2 separate regions of the Lactuca sativa genome follow, and region 2 is linked to region 1. A link is a contact called in public Hi-C data. All regions are on one chromosome and are shown on one strand. Each heading gives the region's core, a stretch centred on a gene start, on an enhancer-like site or on the middle of the called end of the contact. The rest is flanking DNA. Distances are from core to core; before and after follow the strand shown.

Region 1 (2,741 bases), core at 32-2,531:
AAGCAAATTATACAATACCATATATGTGATTCCCATCGGCCGGTTCGCCGGTAAAAGGTGACTCCACGGTACTGAGAACTTCTAGACCGCGGCCCACGGCGGCTTTTCTTCAGCGGCTGAGGAACAACGGCGGGGGTAGTTTTTCCGAGGAACCCATCTGCTGTGGCGGCGACACCATCTAAAGGATCGGATGACTGGTGGCAGAATTTAACTCCAAACCAGTGAGCAGTCGGGAAAGTTGTAGCCGGTGAGATCAACCCTTCACCAACTCCGCCGGAGGTCGTGGGTCCCACCTCGGAATCATCAACCGGGAAAAACTGTCGTGTGACTGGAGGATCGCTGTCCCAAGAGGAGTTTTCCGTCATAGAAAAACCAAACAACCTCCCATCACCTGTAGTGCTTCGTTTCCTTGGACTCCCTCTCTCCGATTCCTCCTCCTCGGAGCCCCCATCTTCCTCCATAACAACGGCGGAGGAACTTGAATTCGATATCGACCCCACCCCTTTACCCTTATTAGTATTGTTACTATCCTCTTCATCCCCTTCTACTGGTGAAGAGCACCCCCTCCGATCAGGAAACCCGTTTAGATCCCACATTTCTCCCTCCAAAACCAACAAAGAAAACGAAAAATTAATAATAAAAACTTGTGTTCTCTCTCTCTCTCTCTCTCTCTCTCTCTCTTAATCTCTCTCTCTCTCTCTCTCTCTAGACGTTAGATATATATAATGATTAAAATGGGATTGTTATCTTTTTTATTCTTCTTCTTTTCTGGGTAGGTCTAAAAAGAAAGACAAAGAACAAGAAACCTAGCTAGGGTTTCATAGGATGAAGGTGAGCTATATAGATACATATTCATAAACACACATAGGGTAGATGGGGTGTGGGTGCATCTCCCACTAGATCTTGTGTGTGAGTAAAATCTCTCTAGTCAATACAACCAACTGCCGAATACAGCATGGACGAGGCCAGTTTTCATTAGCCCTTAGCCGAAAGCAGCAAATCCATCTCCCTCCTTTCCTATTCTCTCTCTCTAACTATATTAAAGGTGTGTGTGTATATGTGTGTTTCTCTTTGTGTTCTTGTGAACCCGTTTTCTCTTTGTTTGAATTGTACTACTTTACCCAATTTGAAATCTATCTATCCTCCTTGTAATCTTCTCATTTACACACTATATGCATATATATAAATATATTGATTTTAGAGAGAGAAGGAGCAGGAGAGAGAGAGAAAGAGAGAACCATCTCTTTCTTAGACAGCTTTCCGACGTTAACCAAATCGAAAAAAGAAGTATAATATGTATAATGGGAATAATAATAACAAGTCACAAATGAAAACACTTTAGTTTTTGTCTGTTTTTTCTCTCTCTACAATTATATTATATATCCCGGAAAGGAAATCGACAACACCAAGACTAGAAAGATGACTAATTACTCAATTTCCTTAATTAGTTATTGTTAATTAATTATATGTGTCTGTACTATGTATCATCACACCTCACCTCTCATTCATTCATTCATCCAGTTTTCAGAACATCAATATCAACCCTTCCTTTTTACCATTACAACCATTTTCGCCTTTTCCCTTTTTCTTTCCTACCATATCCTACCATAGTATTCTTTTTAACTTAATTTAGTAAGATGAACTTGGTGCTCCTCGTAGGAACCATTACAAAAAGATAGGTATTAACGGCCACGACTTTAACGGTGACGCTAAGCATTAACAGCGACATGTAAATGACGCGTTACATGTCACCAATAATGCCTAACGTCGTCGCTAATACCCATACATTGGTGATCCGCATCAAATGAACCATGTCCGTTCAATTTTATTCAATCGAACAGTTGTAACGGCGTGAAAAGGCTTTGATTTTTCCCTCAAGGGGTGTCACCGTTAATACCTACATGTCGCCGCTAATACCCGTTGCCGCTAAAACTCCACGCAGATAACCCCTCCAGTTCGCTGTTTCCTGCGTCTTCTATCTGCCCCTTTCTCTCATTCTCTCCATCTCCGGTCTCCCCCTTCTTACACCGCCGCCGATTGCACACATGAAAGTTGTCGCCGGCCTCCAAACCTCCATTGACTCCATTACCGACGACCTAGACTTCCATTACCGGCGACCAAGAAGTGACGAACACACTTCAATTCCGGAATTTTAACAGATTTAAAGTCGAAATTCTTCACTGTTTTCGATTCTTCTTTTGTTTTGATATTTATTTAGTGAGTTTAAGCTTTTAATTTAAGGTTATTGTCGGAGTTGTTGCCAGAATTGTTATTGGAATTGTGAAATTCTTGCCGGAAAATTTCGAAATTAGACTACCACAGACTCCTTTTTCCTCTTTCATTTTATAAGTATAATGTATTTGTATGTGTATGATGCATCTATGTGTTTTTACATTTGTATTTTTTGTATGTGTATTTTTTTTTTGTATGTGTATTATTTGTGAATGTGTAATTTGTATATATGAAAAAAATGAAAAACAGTAGGTTGCTATAATAGAATAAAAAAGTATGATGCTATAATGAGTATGTTTAAAAAACATGTTTATTTGTATTTATATGTATAATGTATGTATTTATGTACGTAATGTGTGGAAAAAATGCAAAAAAATGTATTTATGTATATAATGTATGAGTTTTGAAATTATATATGTAATTTGTATGTATGAAAAAAAAATAGGTTGCTATAATAGAAAAAAAAATTATGATGTTATAGTGAGTATGTGTATGAAACATGTTTATAT
Region 2 (2,864 bases), core at 168-2,667, 140 kb before region 1:
TGAAAATGATTCCCCCATTCTCAACCTTTTTTATTTTCTCAATTGAACCCACCTCTCTCTCTCTCTCTCTCTCTCTCTCTCTCTCTCTCTATATATATATATATATATATATATATATATATATATATATATATATATATATATATATATATATATATATAGGGGTAGGTTATTTTCTTTTCACTATCTATTGTGTGCATGTATGACTGATTCTGGACCAATCATTTTAGTTATTTTAAGAAAGTAATTAATGCATATTACATGTTGAAGATATAATAGATATTAATTACATCTTCAGCATTTAATAAGCATTAATTACTTTCTTAAAATAACTAAAATGATTGGTCCAGAATCAATCATACAGGCACACAATAGATAGTGAAAATATTTGAATATATATATATATATATATATATATATATATATATATATATATATATATATATATATATATATATATATATATATATATATATCCTCATAACTTTTATTTTTTATACGTAAAAAGTCAAATAATTATCATTAAATCGACCATCAGGAAGTGTGAAGTCGCTCTCATAAGGGTTGAATACATATGATGGATTGGAAGAGTAAAAGAACAAACAAGTGACTCAAAGGACGATTGCGACATTTCAATGTTATTATATCCCCAACACCAACACATTTTCATCAAATTGTCACCGGTCATCTTATTATTATCTTTAGGGTGGGGGAGGTGTCATATTTCACTTTCTTCCCATCATAAAAACTCTCTGCCACTTCAACTTTAGATTGTTTGTTTTATCTTTCAACATCCCTATATTATATTTCAAACAAGAATATGTTCATGTTTCTCATCCATGTTGTTTTATAACTTATTTTTAAATAGAAAATAAATTTAATTGGAATTAATAAAAAAAACAATATCAAACTTAATTAATAAATATATATTGCTACCAAATGAAATAAATTTTGAATAATAAAAAACTACAACTAAAGAATAATCAAAAATAAAAATACAAGTAATTATTAAAAAAAATACAAGGGTTTTTGTCATAGAGACCCATCTAACTTTTACTTTACGTTTTAAAAGACCAATATTGTTTTTTTTTTTTTTTGGTTTTTGTGGACCCTCAAACTCGAAAATTATCTGTCTCTTATACCCTTATTGATTTCGTAATTTATTCGCCGGTTAAAAAGTTGATGTGGCCGTGGACTTAGGTGGTCAAGTATTAATTGTGCAAAATGTGTAATTCTAGAGTGGAAAAAACTTGTAAATAATCTTAATTCATTTTCCATAGTCGTTTTATAAGAAGAGGAATGGAGATTTGAACTAGAGTTTTTAACCATCGTATCCACTACTGAGATTACACTGCTGATGTCGAAGGTATTCTACTCTTTGAAGATTGTTTCACTGTTGCATGGCTGAGAACGATAATGAAGCTGTATATTTGAGAGTTCATATACACTACAATGGTGAATGGTGTATTTGTTTGACATCCTTCTGGGTATGTTTGTGGGAATAAGTTCCTATTCACTGATGTTGATTGGGCAGGTATGGATGTAAGAGACTTTTTTTGATTTTATTGATAGAGCTATTGGGGAAGAGTTTCAAAACGTCTACTATTGCTTACCTAACATCCCTTTATCTAGAGGGATTTGTCCCATTATAGATCATTTGGATTTTGACCAGTTTATAGATAGCGGGTATGAATATAGGGAAATTTTAGTTTATGTTGATCATAATGGGAATGGGTTGGAGGAATGGTGGGATGATGACATGAATCTTGTTGTTAGTGAAGATAATGAAAGTGGCCTTGAAGATGATAATGTACCTAGAAAAGAAGAAAACAATGCCCCTGATGAAACGCATCCCAATGTAGGTCTTGAAGATAAAGTAATTGACATTGACAAAGTACCTTTGAACAAGACGACTTGGGATGAGTTTCTTAGTAAGTTATATCCTCTAGAAGGTGATACTGGTGACAATGAAGTTGAAGAAGAAGATGTTGAGATCCATTCCATTTTCAACCCTGATATGCAATGGAAGAGGCAAGTACCTGTTCTTGGGATGAAATTTGAAAGTCCAAAGCAACTGAAAAATATGTTCTGTAACTATGATGTGGCAAATGGATACCAACTATGCTTCAAAAAGAATGATAGTAAAAGGTTGTTGGTGGTGTGTTGCAAAGGAGCTTGCCTATTCAGGTTATGGGCTACATGGATGAGGCAGGAGGTGTCATTTCAAATCAAGTCATTGAAGATTGAGCATAATTGTGCTAGAAACTACAAACTAGGATCAATTGTTACATACTCTTGGATAGGAGAGCATTATACAAAGGAAATTTTGCATAGACAAAAGTTAACAATTAGACAATTGAGATTAGAGGTCATCAGGAAGTTTGGAATACGGGTTAGTTTAACTCAATGCAGAAGAGCAAGGGTACATGCCATGAATCTTATAGAGGGGACTCTTATTGAGCATTATGAAAAATTGTGGTCTTATGGGGAGGAAATTAGAAGAAGAAATCCAGGTTCAACAGTCAAAATCGATGTCCAATGCATGCGTGATGGTTTGACTTACTTTAGTAAGTTCTATGTATGTTTTGCTAATGTGAAATCTGATTGGTTAGAAGGTTGTAGAAAGGTGTTAGGTATAGATGGATGTTTCCTTAAGGGTGTATGCAATGGGGAATTATTGTGTGTTGTGGGCAGAGATGCTAACAACCACATATTTCCAGTTGCATGGGCAATAGTGTGTGTTGAGATTAAGGAAAACTGGATGTGGTTTTTGGAGTTGCTCAGAGATGATCTTAAACTAGGTATGAGCACTGGGTTTACCTTAATGTATGACCAACACAAGGGTCTTATGGAGGCAGTTAAGG

What was found. A called contact is a pair of places that touch in the nucleus more often than the background predicts.
Region 2: a Hi-C map of leaf shows a contact between it and region 1, with 5 times the contacts expected there. The contact joins the promoter of LOC128132835 here to the promoter of LOC111885714 in region 1. A contact is called at or near these places in 2 of 4 Hi-C or Micro-C datasets (leaf and seed).

Annotation. Positions count from the first base shown.
Region 1 is chr3:142,612,753-142,615,493 of Lsat_Salinas_v11, reverse strand. It overlaps LOC111885714 (AP2-like ethylene-responsive transcription factor TOE3), which reads right to left and starts at 1,281. Exons shown (of 9, transcript XM_023881958.3): 1 at 19-1,281. The coding sequence starts at 596.
Region 2 is chr3:142,748,113-142,750,976 of Lsat_Salinas_v11, reverse strand. LOC128132835 reads left to right here and starts at 1,417. Exons shown (of 3, transcript XM_052769825.1): 1 at 1,417-1,424; 2 at 1,573-2,864. The coding sequence starts at 1,417.